Linked DNA regions of Triticum aestivum: region 1 is linked to region 2. The links are chromatin contacts, called in public Hi-C maps. All regions are on one chromosome and are shown on one strand. The core of a region is the stretch at or near the end of the contact, and the rest is flanking DNA. Distances in the headings are between cores, read along the strand shown.

The links. Hi-C and Micro-C count contacts between places; a contact is called where the count stands out from the background.
Region 1: a Hi-C map of leaf shows a contact between it and region 2, with 4 times the contacts expected there. The contact joins the promoter of LOC123161869 here to the promoter of LOC123159018 in region 2. A contact is called at or near these places in 3 of 5 Hi-C or Micro-C datasets (leaf and an unstated tissue) and 1 of 1 datasets of contacts at active chromatin or transcription factors (leaf).

Annotation. Positions count from the first base shown.
Region 1 is chr7B:89,787,423-89,792,493 of IWGSC CS RefSeq v2.1, reverse strand. It overlaps LOC123161869 (alternative NAD(P)H-ubiquinone oxidoreductase C1, chloroplastic/mitochondrial), which reads left to right and starts at 1,554. Exons shown (of 12, transcript XM_044579688.1): 1 at 1,554-1,803; 2 at 2,003-2,193; 3 at 2,750-2,845; 4 at 3,042-3,108; 5 at 3,213-3,393; 6 at 3,982-4,075; 7 at 4,362-4,577. The coding sequence starts at 1,716.
Region 2 is chr7B:89,656,489-89,660,937 of IWGSC CS RefSeq v2.1, reverse strand. It overlaps LOC123159018, which reads right to left and starts at 2,813. Exons shown (of 1, transcript XM_044576820.1): 1 at 2,074-2,813. The coding sequence starts at 2,744. The coding sequence ends at 2,370. It also overlaps the pseudogene LOC123157709.

The DNA of each region.
Region 1 (5,071 bases), core at 305-2,804, 130 kb before region 2:
GAGTAGGCGCAGGAGTGTGAGTAGAGGCATGGGTCAGCTCCATGCTTGTGGTAGTCCCCTGGTGTGGGTGAAGGCCGACAATGCTGGATCTGGCCCTTGCACGACTTGGTGGATGCTGTGTTGGTCGCGTTCTCTCGGCAGTGAGGGTGGGAGAGAACCACGGCTGCGCACCCACCCTCGACGGCAATTTGCTGCGGTGGCGGCGGTGCGAGGCATCATGGACGGTATTGTCCAATACCTTGGAGGAGTGGAGTGACGCGGCATTACGGATGAAAATCTAGTCTGGTTTATGGTCGGGCCGGCGGCGATGGCACCCGTGGGTGTCATTCCCCTCCCTGGAGGCGTCGCCGAGTGTGTCGCCAAGTTCCTCACTTGCTTGGTATTGGCAGTTGTCTCCGGGCGAAAGCCTTGATTCGGACCTGAATCGACATGATGGCGGCGTCCTCGACGTCGTCTCTCTGTTGGGAGCATCGTGCTGGGAGACTTGGAGTTCCTATGTTGCGCTCCTCCGGTGTTCACCGTTGCCCTGATCGTTCTTCCCCGACGCAATGCACGGTCGTCGCCGGTGATTCCAAGACGGTGTCTTTCTCAGGTCGGATCGAGTCCCGCCATCCTCTTGCCACCTCCTCTTGGCTTTATGGGGGATGGTGCATTGATAAGGGAAGCTTGGAGGGAGCTGCTGTTCTTCGGAGGTGACCGCCGCCGGTCAAGACGCGGTGAGGTTTTTCGGTTTGGGTAGGCTCTTTTGCGTTGTTGTTGTGTTGTCGTGGGTGGCTGTCCTTGGACAAGCCAGGTGTGGAGTTTTGCTACGCTCGTTGTTCGCAGCAAGTGGTAGTGGCCTTGTAATTGATATTCTCTTCTTTTATAAAGCTATGGTATACAATTTGCGTACTCTCGAAAAAAAATTGTTGAAGCGAGATGATCTCTCAAATATTTCTTTTATGTCAACAGAAAGATCTATAATTCTATTTTCCTGCATCAACAAAAAGTTTTTTTTGCGGGGAACAAAAAGATTTTACTGAACAAATAAAGACAATGCGGTCGATTTTCTTGGACATGCTAAAAAAACACATCACTCTAAACCAGATAACGAAATAAAAATTACATGCAGCAGGTATTACTTGGTGCGAAAAGGGATTTTATAGTATTTTAAAAGTACCCTTTAGGATATTAAGCAAAGAAAAACCTTTATTAGACCCTTTTTTAGTGAAATCTGTTCTAGACCAAGAATGCTATTTTCTCTTTCAAAAACCACCTAGAAGGCCGAAAATCCATAGCGGATCATGAGCTCATATGCTCCAGGGCGAACATTGAATTCAAATAAAATAGTAAAGAAAATAAAAAAAGGACTGAAATTTTTGTAGAGATGAACAAGTTTTCTATCTGCGTGCAAATCCTAGAAGAATGCTTTATTTTTTAATTTTTTGAGGACGCTCCAGAGCACAAATCAGGCCCATCTTGCGCATTATGGGCCGCGCAGATTCCCAAGCCTGATCTTCAGCGGGTGGCTGCCAGCGGGCTCGGAGGCTCCGCGACGACGCGGCCGGCGGAGGAGCCGCAGCGCTACTACGACTGGTACGGGTACGCTGCCGGCTCTCGTCGTGTCGTGTCTCTCCGGAGACAACTCCTTTTGCTTCTCCCCCCCTATCGCCGGGAGCTAGGCTACGACCGCACGCGCGCCACGTCTCGCTCGCACCCGTCCCCCCTAGCCGCCGATGAGCTGCCGCGCGGCTCCATGGGGCCGCCCGTCGGCCCCCCGCGGCCGGCCCTTCCCCGCCTCGGCGCGCCTCCGCGGCCCGTTCGGTGAGGCCACAAGCTCCCCCAGCCCTCTTCCCGCGACTGCGGTTCTCTGATTTAAGCTCCATGCGGAGTACTGTGGCATACTCGAGCATGGTTTTGTGCGCTTTCCAGTTTTGCGGAATGGGGCGATTTGGAAAGTGGCGGATTCGTTGGGTGACATTTTGTTCTCAGGCTAACTGACTGCTCGTCTGGATCCTGACAGGGGGTACGAATTCGTGGAAGAATCCAGTCCTCAAAAACTCGTGGAGAATCGGTGATGTCCCGGCAATGTTTGGGCTGCCGTCTGGACTGTTCAGATGCATGGCTTCAAGTAGCTCCGGGGATGGTGGGTTCTCTCGTCCTCAATCAATTGATGAAGCACCGATTCCGCTGTACCCCTGGCCGGACAAGCAGGTATACTGGATTTTGATTACCCACATCCTTAAATCCATTGTTGTCTGATGATATATATTTTTTTCTGTTTGATTAGCACACTGGTAATACTATCAATGTGTATTTTACGGATCAAGTCCTCTACAGCTGTTTTAGCACTGACTTGTGTATGTAGAGTTTGCAGTTTTGTGCTAACTTAGTCCCAGTGAACACACTTTGGTTTGGCACACTTCATTCAGATATATATACCCAAATAGATCTTATGTTTAATAGAACACTTGAGTAACTCAGTATTGTTTTGATATATGGCAACTCTAGAGTTTAACTGCTTGATGGGGACTCGTTATTCATATGCACGGATTTTATTTTTTGAGGAATTGTGTGCCCTTATGTTTTTTCTAGACCAGGGTGTCCTTAAGTTTTGCTTCTGGAGTTCATGTCCGTCCATGCATTTTGTCTGTATGTAGGGTAACTTGTGAGTATTATTGTTCAGCGGAAAGTTTGGCATGCTTCTGCTAAAGCCTTATGCCCTTATGTCCCATTTACAGATTTACTGAATGTGTTCTCTTGTTTTCAGCGGCCACGAGTATGCATTTTGGGTGGTGGATTTGGTGGGCTGTATACTGCTCTGAGACTAGAATCTCTTGTATGGCCTGGTAATAACAAGCCTCAGGTAAAATGATGATGCTCCTTGTGCTAGAAACTTATAGATTTGCCTGGTGCTATCCCATTCTACATCGAAGTAGCGTGGGTTGGTGGTATTTGTAGTTTGACACTTTTTCTCAGTCCCCATATCCTGCAATCCAATCATTTGTGTTTTCTAAAGAAATGATGTAACATTTTACTAAGAAGGGGGAAAAATGTTGCAGGTGATGCTGGTTGATCAATCTGAAAGATTTGTATTTAAGCCCATGTTGTATGAGCTCTTATCAGGAGGTACTGCAATTTCAAGTGTAAAATGCTTTTGCTGGTAATATTATATATGGTGTGTTTTCACATTATTTCATGTTTTGACTGTTGGACTTTAATTTGGATGCCAGAGGTGGATGTCTGGGAAATAGCTCCGTATTTTACAGAGCTACTGAAGAACACTAGTGTTCAATTTGTGAAGGATAGTGTAAAGCTTCTTCGCCCTTCTGATCACTTAAGAAGAGAGCCTGGAGTATCATGCACTGGTGGAGTTGTTCATCTTGAAAGTGGCACCGTTGTTGAATATGATTGGTACGATGATATTAAATGCCATGGAATTGCAATAGCTGTCGTGTTTAGGCTTTTTGAAAAAAAAACAAATTTAAGAATTATATTTATCTTGACAGTGTTTCTTCTTTATGAATTATTTTAAACATGGGGCTGATTGTTCTATGCTGCTAAAAGGTTTTGAAACTTCGAACACATTGTGTGTCTTACTGACATGTAGATCTGGTCCCACCTTTTCAACCTCACAAGTGACAATGCAACTGCGCATACAAATTTCTTGGAATTGCCTCTTCGTACATAATACCTGATTGTCATTTGACGCCCTTTCCTTACATCAGCCTGTTCCTGAATCCAATATGAATCAAAATTTCTCATGTAGCTGTACAGCCCACGATTCATCTTCTGTCAATACTCTGTATCAGGGAACTTTAGCAATAATGCAATATTAATCTGTATAATACAAGTACTTTCTTTAGATGTTATTGAAATATGTAACAAAAATAGTGATGTATTTTACTTCATATTTTATGCCGAGTTTTTTTTTGTTGGGATGTTCTATGCTAGGTTTAGAATAAGCTAACTGGTGATATATCTTTCGGAATGGGCAGCCAGGCTCGTTCTAGCTCTAGGGGCTGAAGCTAAGATTGACGTCGTTCCAGGATCTGCCGAATATGCACTTCCTTTCACAACTTTGGAACATGCTTTGGTAAGAATCAAGCCTTTGTTGAAATAACAGCTCTAGGGGCTGAAGCTAAGTTCAACTGTTTATCATCTACTGTTTGGGATTGCTAAGTTGATAGTGATACTAATCTAAAATACATCAGTGATGTCTGTAACTCTTGATGCATCCACGTTAATTATATGATTTTATTGGTTTTTAATGATATATCTCTTGTTGACATGTTCTGGCAATTGTTTGTGTATAACAAGTTCATATTGTATGACTTACGGTGATCATCAAGAATCGTAATGTCGCCTTATTTTATCTGCAGAAAGTTGAAAGTGAATTGAAAATGTTAGAAAGGAGAAAGTTTGGTAAGAAGTCCCCACCTATTCAGGTGGCCATTGTGGGACTGGGTTACTCTGGTGTTGAGCTAGCTGCCACTATCTCTGAGAGATTAAAGAACACAGGGACTGTCAAAGCAATCAATTTTCAAACAACCATCTGTCCTAACGCACCACCAGGAAATCGTGAAGCTGCTCTGAAGGTGATTACCTAAGGATCTACACATTACAGACTGTTTTGATTAACTTCATCTGATCATCTCAGGAAATTATTACAGAAGATTAAAAAGCTTCTGTTCCCTACTTCGGTTTTTGGTGCCACTAGTAGTCCTAAGACTATAATCTGAAGTTAATAATAACATAAGATGCTGCATGTGCAATGTAAGACTTTGCGTCAGCCAAACTATGTTGTGGCTTCTTTCTTTCTTCTCCTCTCTGTTCCTTTTGAAAGACTGTTGCAGCTTTAATGCAACAGTGCTAACTTGATAAATATCAACCAGGCAACCACTTACTAATCTGTCATCAAACTGTTCATTTATGGACTATATAGAATTATTTAGGCAACAGTGCTAACTTAATAAATCCCAACCAGGCAACCACCTACTAATCTGTCACCAAACTGTTCATCTATGGACCATGTAGGATACAGCATAGAGAAGTGCAGGCTGTTTATTTATATCATTGTGCTGGTCCTTGA
Region 2 (4,449 bases), core at 1,564-4,063:
TGATCGTATTGACCATCTCATAGAACAAGCGTGCCTTATCAGCTGCTGTTGAACATGCACTGTCCACTCTTTCCACTTGACAACCGAGTTACAGGCAGGTGCCATGTTTTATGATACAATCTCATATGGATAACCTTCAACGAGGAGTAGAAGTTTTTTCTCCTATTTCTAAATGTTGAAAAGGAAAAAAAAAGCCTCGGAAATTTGAACCAATTATGCAAAACAAATCAGGCTGAAGTGCTTTCAAGGAAAGATGCCTCAGTACCATTTTCTGAACAAACATCACCAGAGATGCACAAGACAAAACTAGAGTTCCAATGGTTAAATATATACAGAAACATCGACTGGGTAATACCGTTTCAACCAGCACTCTTGATGCTTATGCTCATATTTATCAGATGAGTGGCATCCATACTCTGATGGATAATAAACCATATATTGCATTTTAGTGCTCCAGGCTGGGCCCTCTTGGCTATGCAAGCTTCACAGCAATCAGCAGCACTTTCTTTATGATGTGTTAAGCCCCATCGAATAGCAGCACCACCATAATCGGATGGACCTTTATCCTATCCCTTCTTCTGCAACATCAATACGTACAAAAAGCAGTCACTCAAATATTTCTTACATCATTTTTTAAAATCATTCCAGAAGAAATCCAAATCGTCTTCAGTCATTTCCAAAACTAAATAAATTGGTAAATGCTATATACGTGACAATATATATAAACTGCGCAAGAAAATGAAATGACAGCAGCAGTTGACAATATGAAGCAACATCAAAAGACGCCTAACTTTTCTGAATTGTTGACAGATCATGGCACCATCCTGTCATCATTTTCTGACCAAGGGTTAATTCATAGAGCATAGTAAGAACTAAGAAGTCTCTAGATGAAAAAGAAGCTGCACTGATAGAAATCCAAATGCTGTGTCAAAATCTGCTGCTTATATATGAAGTTAGTAAAGGGAGTAGAACAGATGCAAATGCTACAAATGGAAAAGGAAAATGAAGAAGCCAAATTATGTTATTTCTTTAACCCGAAAATTGTGCTGCTTCTCAGATGTGTCGAATGCACACTTCAAACTCATCTGAATTTGGAACCATGAGATGACCCATGCCCCGGCCAACAAAGCGCCTGGTAATTCAAATGGCAGATTAGGCCAGATGCACGAGCACGCCATCCACAAAAACAATGCAAACCAATGACTACATGTCGCAGAGGGGTACAAAATCCACGTGTTAATACTGGCTATGAGAGTGCAACACTCGAACATTCCAAGTGCACCTGATGACAATTCCAGCTTAGCATCAGTATTCCAAGTTGTCAACAGAGCAAGGCGATACTACCTTACGGTTCGGTGGTGTTGCTGTTTGCTCCCAAATCATGCAGCTTCTGCGGTATCTCATAGGATGCTTTCTGCTTCGGCTCTAGCGGCAGCTCCTTCCGCCTCTTCTCCTCTCTCGCAAACACCTTCTGTAGCTTCCTCACCTGATAACACCCAAAGCCAAATCCCAAACGGAGAAGGTCAGATAACTACTGATTCAGAACTGATGGTTTCCAGAAGCTCGACCGGCAAATGTGAATTGACCAAGCAGTGCCCAATTGCTCAAACCATGGCACAGCACTGCAAGATGGGTATGCAAAAAAATGCTCTCGATTTTTGCGAGCGCACTCGGCCATGGGAGCGGGGGATTTGAGGTTTGGGGAGCAACGAGCGGCGGTTAAGTGGTGGTAACCTCACTCGGCATGACGGTGACACGAACGAGCCACAACTCTCAAAACTTTTCTTGAGAAAGCTATCAGTGCTGTATTTCCCGGAGCTCTTTATGGCTTTCAGACATTAGACATCATCTGCGTTACACTTGGGGTGAGCAACTAATGCGCAGTTAAGTCTGGCATTCTTGTGGTGACCTTGAGTCAAGCAGGATCAGTCACCATCAGTCCATATAACTCCAGGTACACGTATGGCATTCAAATGCAGTCCACGAAATTTGAATGCAACTGGACACCTACGTGATTCTACTTTTGTTTCAGCATCACCATAGCCGGCTGTGGCATCTAATTCTTCAAGCATATAGAGAGCATCAACAACCAACTCAACAAAATTATTGATATATAGAGAAAAGTGCAAAATTAATCCATCCAAGTGCAGCACAATGTGGCGCGCTGTGAGTAGGTAACAAAATGTGGGTGGTTTCCGGTTCGATACAATCCGGCAGCCCCTTCCCGGCATTTCCACAAACACATGGCGTGCACGGCCATGGTTCAGAAGCATCTACACAAGGCAAGAACCGAGATCACAAAGAGTAAACAGGGACGAAGCCGTCGAAGAACAAGGCGCGCCGCCACGATCTGAACGGAGACGAGGGAGCTAGTGGTCGTCGGTGGCGGGGGCGGGGGCGGCGGCGGGGGTGGGAGGGTGAGCGGCGAAGATGCGTCGGAGGTGGGAGGCGAACGCGCCCGAGGGGTCGGCGCCGGCCTCGCGGTCGAGCTCGTCCCGAAGCTCGCGCATGCGGTGGGAGATGTGCTCCTGCTCGAGGCTGAGCTCGGCGGCGTCGTTGGCGAGGTCGCGGACGCGGTGCTTCTGGCTCAGGGACCGCAGGCTCATCATGAGGATGCCCGACATCAGCAGCAGCTGCACGAACCCGTCCTTCCGCTTCGCCGCGCTCGCCAGCAGCCCCAGCGCCCGGCGACCCCCCTGAGCCGCTCCCCCGCCGCCGCCGCCGGTGGTGGTTGTGCCCGCCATCCTCGCGCGTGCTCGTTCTTTCGTGTGGGCTTTCGGTGGATGGATCGTCGCGCGACGCTGGAGAGGGCAAGAAATGATTTCTGTTTTGTATATTAGCAGTCCAGTGGGCCGCGGACAGTAGGCCTTACCACTGTGATCCACAAACTAAGAGACCGAATAAGTCCCTTCTGGGCCTTCTGGCTCTTCGTCGCGGCGCTAAGAAGTTTCTGGGCCCTCGAATGCATTTAGGTGTCATATGTGTGGCACGAAGTAACACCGTTCAAACGTTTTTATAACTTTTCTTTTAGGGGAAAAAGTTGTCATTCTATTCAATGTTTAACGCCCCTTCAGAGATGATCTCCGAGCTAACACACTCGGGAGACACATGGAGCCAAGTTTTACATAAAGATTTAAAGCAACCCTCCCTAGCTAGGACGTGTGCGACATTATTTGCAAAGCGTCGCAACCAAGCAACCCTAAAGTCTGAAAATGATCCAAGTAACACTTTTATCTCCTCCACTAGTTGCCCGTTGGCCGAGAAGTCCTTCTCTTCATTCACGAGCTTTCTCTCCACCACTTGTGAGTTTATCTCGAGAATGATCCTCTGAACATATAGTTCATTCGCCAGCGGCAGAGCCCTCCGGCATGCCATCAGTTCCGCCACCTCTGCATCATGGGTAGAAGGAAAAAATTGCAACATCCCGCCATTATAACTAAGATTACAATAAAAAACAAAAAAAACTGAAACTTGCCATCCAAACAGAAAGTTGCCATGCTTCACAACTAAAGTTGTCATTAAAAAATGTATTCCTCCGTGAAACACGTGTGGCACTTATCAGGGAAAACCCTATTTGGCGCTTCAGGCGCCGGTTGCAGTTCAAATTGCAAATCGGAGCACACTACGCCTCAGATCTGGGCCGACCCATTCTATGACTCATAAAAAGGTGCGAATAGTGCGATCGCCCTGGATTGAACCAGCGATCTCTCCCTTCAGTGTCGACTACACTAACTACTACGCCACCTTGACGCTTCTAAATACCTACTTCTTTTTTTCACCTTTCTATGCAGAGAAAACACCCTCCCCCCTACGTTTTCCATTTTTTTTCTTTTCTATTTTTGTTTCCTTTTTTCTTTTCTTAAAATTCATGATTTGTTTTCAAATCAAACCTTTTTAAAAAAATTGATGATTTTTTTTGAAATTCGATTACCTTTTTTACGAAATCAACAACATTTTAATATTTTGGTTAACTTTTTTTAATAAATCGATGAACTTTTCTCTATTCGATGATTTTTTTTTCAAATCTAATGAACATTTTAAAATTTATGAGATTTTTTCTAAACACCATGAAAATTTTCAAAATTCATGAGATTTTTTTCAAATTTGATGAACTATTTAAAAAAATTAATTCAAAATTGATGAACTTTTTTGGAAGTCGACAAATTGTTTTCCAAAATTGATGAACTTTTTTTTCAAATTTGTTGAACTTTTTTAGTACCAATGATTTTTTTTCCATTTCCACAAACTTTTTCCAATTTGTATGAACATTCTTTTCAAATTCGTGGTTGTTTTCATTATTTTTTAGAATTCTTTTCCAAATTTATACTTTCTTTTCAAAATAATTTATACTAGGTATATAAGTTATCTAAAGCAGTCAAATAATACTAGTATTTCCTAGTGTGTAGTCAACGAAATGAGCTTGACCTGGTGTTTATGACCTGCAGCCAT